Regions from separate parts of the Gossypium hirsutum genome. Here regions 2 and 3 are each linked to region 1. Evidence: chromatin contacts called from public Hi-C data. All regions are on one chromosome and are shown on one strand. Each heading gives the region's core, a stretch centred on a gene start, on an enhancer-like site or on the middle of the called end of the contact. The rest is flanking DNA. Distances are from core to core; before and after follow the strand shown.

Evidence for each region. A called contact is a pair of places that touch in the nucleus more often than the background predicts.
Region 2: a contact with region 1 is called in a Hi-C map of leaf, with 2.2 times the contacts expected there. The contact joins the promoter of LOC107950683 here to the promoter of LOC107950689 in region 1. A contact is called at or near these places in 2 of 34 Hi-C or Micro-C datasets (leaf and petal).
Region 3: a Hi-C map of leaf shows a contact between it and region 1, with 1.7 times the contacts expected there. The contact joins the promoter of LOC107950692 here to the promoter of LOC107950689 in region 1. A contact is called at or near these places in 2 of 34 Hi-C or Micro-C datasets (both in leaf).

Annotation. Positions count from the first base shown.
Region 1 is chrD03:23,620,121-23,622,873 of Gossypium_hirsutum_v2.1, forward strand. It overlaps LOC107950689 (vacuolar protein sorting-associated protein 45 homolog), which reads left to right and starts at 1,425. Exons shown (of 14, transcript XM_016885584.2): 1 at 1,425-1,969; 2 at 2,126-2,753.
Region 2 is chrD03:23,125,446-23,128,198 of Gossypium_hirsutum_v2.1, forward strand. LOC107950683 (eukaryotic translation initiation factor) reads right to left here and starts at 1,432. Exons shown (of 11, transcript XM_016885577.2): 1 at 918-1,432. The coding sequence starts at 1,094.
Region 3 is chrD03:23,976,031-23,978,783 of Gossypium_hirsutum_v2.1, forward strand. LOC107950692 (stearoyl-[acyl-carrier-protein] 9-desaturase 6, chloroplastic) reads right to left here and starts at 1,352. Exons shown (of 2, transcript XM_016885592.2): 1 at 559-1,352; 2 at 1-264. The coding sequence starts at 1,158.

The DNA of each region.
Region 1 (2,753 bases), core at 175-2,674:
ATCCATCACTTTGCTTATTCAAAACTCCTTCCAAAATTCTCACTTCTAAAACAACACTCGAATATGAGGGCATCGCTGGGCAGGATGTTACAAAATATGCCTAGATCCCATAAAAAATTGGTTACAATTCAACTGATTTTCCAAACTTGAAAATTGACAACTTTGATAAATGAAATTTAATAAATTTTATCTCATCCGTGAATGTATCAATTTACCTCCAAATGATTATCACCTAATATTTCTAAAATTTTAAAAAATAAAAAAGATGGATGTAAAAAGAAGTTGAATCAAAAGGATGAATTATTTTATGGCCCATTTTCACCACATCATTCATCCAATTAAAAAGGACACATCATCTTTGGTTTAGAAGTTTAGTCCAAATATACATATAATGTGGAAAAAAAGATTATATGTCCTCTTTGAATTGGACGGGACCATAAATGATGTGGTGGAAAGGGTCCATAAAATAATTTCTCAATAAAAAGAGTGAATCTAAAAATTCATATTATGATGGTTGTAAGGCAGGAAGCAATTTTTTTTGTTTATTTTTAATTAAATTTACCATATTTTCTTAATTTGTTTATACTTCGAAACATTAATTTTATTAATAATATATATTATCTTAGGTGGTCCCTACAATAAGATGAAAGGAAATAATGTTATGGCATACAATTATTGGAATGGGATACAAGATGATATGGTATCTCAATTTTATAGATATATTTGGCTTAAATAATAAATTTTTATATATACATAATAAAAATTATTAATTTAATTTTTCACTTTGAAATTTTTAAAATTCAAATATATATAAATTACTAATAAAAAGTAAATATATATTTGATTTTTTTCTTTTTTAATATTTTTTCTTTTTATTAATTATTAAATAAATTTTAATATTTTTTTTATAATTTCTAATTTTTTTAGTTTTGAACTCATCTAGAACCAATTTGGACAACCATATGTCTGGATTCATTCAAGATGTAATTTTTATTAATTATTATTTTTATAATTTTCTTAAAAAAAATGTTGTTGTGGCTTGCCACATCAACATCCTTTCACGTGGCATGCAACATGTCGTCTCTTGATGGCTATCGTTAGTCACACTTTTAATGGTCAATCCAATCAACTAACGGTTTCCATTAACAGAAGGGTCCAATTGATTATTATTTTTTATCATTAATGACTCAATAGAATGCACTCTTTTTTAAGGGCTCAATTGATTTCTTTTTTCATTTTTTACTAAGGGTTTATTTTACCCTTAAGCCTTTCTTTTATTATAGGGATAAATCAACTTTACACTTAAATTTTCATTCAATGTGCAATTTGATATATGAGCTTCAATTTGGTGGCAATTACACACATGAAATTTTATTTGTTGTTCATATGAACTTATAAAACTTTGATTTTGATAGGCAGATTATAACTTAAAAATTAGAGAGTGCTCTCTTTTAGTTCTCCCAAAGAAACAGTAAGTACTGTGGTTGGGTAGGAGGCGAGTGGTGACTTTGGGAGTATGGAAGGGGGGATGAGATATCCTTTCTTGAAGAAGAACTGATTCAATTAACGGTGAAAAGTTCGTTAGTAGTTCCGTCTGAAAATCCAACGTTGATTTGTTCTATCTAGACTAGGAAAACTTACAATCCGGATAGTCTGAGAGCACAAAAGAAGAGTATATGGAAAACCAAAAAGAAGTTCGAGATTCAAGTTGCTGGACAAAATTTATTCATGATAATGTTCGAAGCTGAAGAGGATTTAGAGTAGATTTTGGAAGGTTGCCCATGGTTTTTTTGAAAACAATTAATTATTTTTGATTGGCTGTTACAATCTATCGAACGAAATAAGATCCACCTTATCTTTTTGCCTTTCTGGCTAAAGATTGACCCGTGTCCGCCAGAGTGTGATAAAAAGGACTTGATGCATGCTGTTGGTTCCACTTTTGGGGGAGTAATTCGATCAGAAATCAAAGGTGAGTTCTACCGATTAAAAGTTAATCTTTAGATGTGTAAAGACCATTGAGTAGAGGGATTTTTGTCACATCAGATAATCAGGGAAAATTTTGGCTCTCTTTCAAATATGAGAATCTTCTGACTTTCTGCTTTGGTTGTGGTCATTTGGGTCATAGGGTTAAGGACTATATGGCGATCTCGTCTGAAGATCATAAAAAGGCGGAAGATGATCTTCCTTATTCTTTGGTGCTTAAAGCTGAATCATCTTTATTAAGAAGAAAAAGTTTAAAGTTTAGTTTCTCGACGAAAAAGACAATGAATCAGTGTTATTATACGGGTGATGAAGCGATGAGTAAAGATGGTGGCTCTTCTACGGAGGTACCGAGAAAGGATTAACATAAGAAGAAGGAAGCAAGTTTGGAAAAGACACCTATTTTTTTGGAAACAAATAATATGCGGCAAATTTCTGGGGATTCAATAGCTAATTTATCTCCATAAATTACGTTATTGATTTGATGGATAGATTAGTCAAAATCCATGTGTTGAGGTGGATAATTTGGAAAGGGGAGATAGGTTAGAGGGGTTTGACAGTTTAATAGTGGTTTAATTTTCTAGTTACAAAAAAAATAGCTGGTGTTGGTTAGATAAAAAGAAAAGTTTGATATGAGTATGATCAATACGGTGATGGGTAAACTGAAAAATACTAAAGACTTGTTAGAGGAGACTGAATTATCTCTTTCTTTTGGGGATGGAGTGAAAATATTAAAACTTGTTAAATGGAACTTAGAGGTTTCTATACAATCA
Region 2 (2,753 bases), core at 182-2,681, 490 kb before region 1:
GTTCTCAAATAACAACCAAATAAAAGGACATCGCATAGTTGAAATCTCTAGATTATTGTATCATAAGGAGGCTGTCAAAAGACCCAATCTTTTGTTCTTCATAACCTTTGATATGACTTAGGCAGTGGACCATACAATCCCAATAGAACAACACACAAGAAAACATAAAGTGGCAATTATAACAATAAATTATGCTCTCATACAAACCATTAATGGAGATTAAAAAAACTCCACAAGTAGGTTTACTTGATCACTATGTATCCAATTAAATTGCATATCAAAATATCACCGTACATTACCATCAAAATATATCAAAATATCATCGTACATAGCCATAAGAACACAGAAAAGAGGATTAACCCACAATTAGGAAAAATCTGTATAAACAATATGAAGTGGTCCTTTATGGGCAAAAAAAGCTCAGACATGACCTAAAGCCATCACAATTTACCTTGTCCATGTTTACAGCAAGCAGAAATACTAAGTGCCCAATGAAGAATTAGGGCAAAGCTAATTCTACTAATAGGCATTTCTATATTCATTCGTTGGTAAGTGCTAAAAGAAATTCGGAGAATACCAGGTTTGCTACTAAGAGCACAAAGGAATAAATTAGAGCCTTTCAAACAAAAAACAAAAGCAATATTTATCTCAAACGTAAGTTATAGAACCAACAATAGCAATGTAAACTCAAATCTACTTGCTAATATCGTCGATCTTCCAAAGTGCACAGCCTAACTAACAGCTGGCAGACTAGCAATTTAAAAGGAACAACCATTCAAATCCAATACCAAAACATCTAAAAAGACCAACCCAGACAAAATCAATCAGAACCCAATAAAATAAGAGATATAAAAAAGACTAGATCCAGAAAAACTGAGATATGGGTTCTGAATAGAGAAAGGATAACAAGATAGAACCTTGATAGAAAAGGCGGGAGGAGCACCAGCATGGGGACGAAAGACGGGAAGATCAGAAGAAAGGGAACCAAAGGCTAACGAAGAGGAGGAGGATGAAGAAGAGGGAGCACCAAAGAGTCTGCTCCCTCGACCACCACCAGGTCTTAAGCTTAACACCATCTGATCACCCTGCTGCATACCTCGGTCTTTTTGACAAGAAACTCAATCTCCGTCGTCGGATCAGAAACAGAAGCGATGTGTAAAACACTGAATCTGAATATAAAGAGATCGAAAAATAAAAATTAAGATTTGGGAATATAGAGAGCCAAGAAACAAAAAATAAGATATTCCCTCTCTTCTGCGGGAGAGCAAAGGGAAGAGAAGAGAAAGGAAGTATGTGAGGACGGCAGACACACACCAACAAGAAACCCTTATTTTGGAGATTTTATTATTTTTCCTTTTTCTAGGTGATTTGGAAAATACGCTTCCATCACCTTCTTTATTTGTAAATAGTAAACCCCCCGCCCTCCCCTTTATTTTTCCTTTTCCAGGTTTTTTTATTACACTATTCGGGGTGAATTAAACATATATGCTGTTTTTGTTTTAAAATTGAGTAAATTAGGGCAATGTTATATTTTTTTTTCTTGTAACGGTTACAAGTTCAAAGATTACACTCTATCCCTCATATTTTTTTCTTATATAAATTCCTCTAAATTTCATTATTTTGAATATGAATTTATTCTCTCAAATATCGATTCTCAATTCTTTCAATATTTTTTTTCTAAATTATATTCTATTTGATTTTATTTTATTCCTTATAATGTAAACTGGCAAATCAATTTATCCGGTTGGATGATAAGTACATCTCTGACATTCAATTACAAATTATAAGAAAATATTATTAAATTATTTAATTTTAATTAGCTATTTATTATGTTGTTAACCTTATTAATTTTTTATGTTTATATAATCAGGTCTAAGATTGGATTTTTGAGACATACACAATTTAAGTGTGAGTGCATTAGTTGCAATTCATGGACACTTGCGAGATAAGAGACTCTCATACGTGGCTCGCATGCTCAAGGGACTAAATTGGATCCCCCACTTATCAGTGTTTTGGTGGAAAGATGGAGACCCGAGACACACATTCCATCTTCTCTACGGTGAGTGTACATTTGAGGACGTTGGTTTAAAACTCAGTCTACCAGTCGATGGGAAATTAGTTACGGGGCTAGTGGCAAGTGTCGATTGGAGTGCAACATGCGAGCAACTACTAAGGAAGGTATCGAACAAGTTTAAGGGTAGTCAGATCGAGATGAGATGGTTGGAGGGCAACTTCAAACATATAATGGCCTCCGCGAGTGATGTTGAAAAATAACAATTCGCGTGCGCATTCATCTTGAGGTTGATCGGGGGTCTACTTATGCTAGATAAATCTCGAGAATTGGTACATTTAAGGTGACTATTACTACTAGTTGACTTGAAAAAAGTGGGACGACTCAATTGGGGATCATCGGTGCAAGCAACATTAGACTGAGAGATGTGTCAGGCGACAAAACTAGAAAAAGTTAAAATTGACAGTTGGGTGCTTATTCATCAACTGTGAGCATGGTATCGATTACCATTTTTACAGCCCGAGGAGACCCCTTTATGAATTCCCACTTGTAATATGGTAAAATTCATTTGATAATATAATTACCGTAATATTTATTTCATTATTATAAATTTGAAAAAAAAACATATTATTTGAATAGGTGGAACAATTGCACGAGACACACAAGTATACCAACCGAGCTCGAGGAAATCTAGCTAGCATTAGATCAACAACCCATACTACAATATTTGAAATTAAATATC
Region 3 (2,753 bases), core at 102-2,601, 360 kb after region 1:
CATTGTTATCTTTTTCTTCATCATATCCGCGATCGCTAGCATTGCTTCCGTTGGGTCTACTTGGAGTAGCTTCTCAATGATCTTTGAGTAGGCCAGCTCATGCCGCTTCTCGTCTGCGGCGATGGTGCCGCAGATGCGTGCCAGGACTGGGTCCCCATCTTCCTTGGCTAACCGTGCCGTGTTGCCGTGGGACACGAACGTGGCTCGCTCCTGGAATGAAGTGTACACGAAACCCAAGTATGGGTTGTTTTCGGTTCCAGGATCCTGTCAAACCAAAACAAATGTATGGATGTCACATGCGTTACTTTTTCTCACTTATAATTCATCAAACATCTATGCTTCTTGATTAGTAGCATTAGGGTATTTAAGTGCAAATTGTGGTGTTTTCAGATTCATTTCTTTATTGAAGATTAAATGGTTTGAATATCCTGAAATTGCAATGCAGTGTACCAATTAATTTGCATAATAACATTGACAATACTCCAAGAATGATTAAGAACAGATAAATTTAATCTAAAACGTGTATGAAGACTGACAAGTATTGAAAAAGAAACTCACCATGCCAGATCCAATCAGATACTGCACAGTCCTCTCGATCATAAGCATATCAACCCTCCCAGACAAATACAAGAAAGTCTTCAATAAATCCCCATGCCTGTTTTCCTCAGCAGTCCAAGCCCGAGTCCAGATTGCCCAGGGGCTGGAGCTAGCCCCAGTGTCATCCCTCACCCCATCAAGTGTATTGATCATGGTCTGGTACGTTGGCAAGGCTTCCTCCGTAATCATATCCCCCACCAACACCACGAAATACTCGTCCGGCAGATCCGCAGTGCGTTGTCTCAGGGCCTTCACTTGCTCGTTGAACTCTCCCAACGGCAATGCAGGGTCAGGTAAGAATGTCTGGGGTTGCCAACACTCTTTCACAGGTTTGAGCAGCGGTAACACATTTTGGGTAGCCCAGTTTTCTAGTGACTTGAAAATCTCTTGCTTTTCAGGTGGCATGGAGTGGGTTTTTTGAGGTTTTGGAGGAGCTGCCGCCACGGCAGAGATAGGGGAGAATCTGACGGTGGAGGTTGGTGGAGGGATGCGGCGGCAGTGGACATCTGGGATCCTCCAAGGCAGAGTTTTGGTAGAGACTAGGCTGTGTGTGAATTGCATGGTGGCAGTGTAGTTGAGTCAGTGTCTCAAGAATTTTTGCTACCATGGATAGCAATACTGCAATATTATATATAGATCTGAAGAAAGAATATTTGACCCAGTCCTTTACTTTAATTGCAGTGGTGCCATTCAGGACTTCATTTTCATTAGTTTGTGAAATTGATTTTTCCTTTTTTATAAAAAAAAAAAAAATTGGTTTAGATTAAAGTAGATTTAGCAACTTTGTGGAATTTAGAGCATGTTCTGTTGCTTAAGGAATTCGTTTCAAATAAGAGTAGATGACCAAATTTTCATCATTCTGATTTTTTTTTGTACAATTATTTTGTTATAGGAACCATAAATTACTTGTGAGAAAAGATTATCGCTTTTTTTATTTTTTATTTACTTCAACAGAGAGAGAAAAGGGTATGATAGTAAATTAGGAAAAAGAAAGGAAAGAAAGGTGGGGAGGGTGGAGAATGAAAAACAAGGGGTGCGGTGCTGTGGTTTTTTGTGGAGAAGGGGAGGGAGGCGTTAGTAAACGTAAAATATTTCTGTGGGTTGTAAATACCGAAGTTTGGAGAGTTTGGTGGGCTGTGTTTTTGAAAAAGCTAAAATTAATTGACAGCCGATGCCATTTGTCATTTATTTGTTCTTTAAATACTAAAGCCAAATGCCGATCCAATCTCGATTTAAAAGTGTGTCTGATTTTGTGGTAAAAACGTAACTAAAGCTCTGTTTGCTTCTATTTTATTCTTTCATTTCCTCCTAAATCTCATACCTACAAATATATATAATATTATATTAAAGTGGGTGAAAAAAGATTATTAAATTAAGGGTAAATTGTTAAAATAGTCCCTTTTATTTAGTCACTTATGTTTGAAATGTTACATTTTAATCACTTACGTTATCATGTTAGAACATTTTAGTCACTGAGCAATTAATTGTTGTTAACAGTGTAATGGTAAGCTGACGTGGCACGTTAAATCATCATTTCAAATGAAAATTTTAAGTTAAATTATACAATTGGTCCTTATATTTTTTTTCATTTTGAGTAATTTAATTTTTTTTCTTTTATGTTCTTTTAACTTTCTTTTTTTCTTTATTTTTCATTCTCTTCTGTGTCTTTCTTTGTTTTTCTCCTTTCTCCATTTCTTTTAAGATATTTTTTTTATCTTTTTCATTTGTTAAAACTAGTCTCTATACTTTTATTTTTTTAACAATTTAATTTTGTTTATTTTCCTTTTCTTCTTCCCCTTTATTTTTCTATCTTCTCATATTCTTCACGAAAAAAATATAATCTTTTCCCACCAAACAAATCAAGTCCTTGTTTCTTTCAAATTATTCCTAAATTAAATTTCACTCAAAATCGAATACCAATCATTCTTAATCAAATCTTGATTTGAATAAACCTAATTTTGAAACTAAAATTGGATCTAACTAATCAATATAAAAAGTCATATCCTTAATCAAATCTAAACATAAATTGAATTCTTTATATTCAAAACAATTTTTCTTTGTTTCCAAATTTTTATAGAATTGTGTAGATTATACATTTCTGTTTTTTTTTATTTTCTGACGAATAAAATTAAGCAAACGATAAAATTGATCCAAAC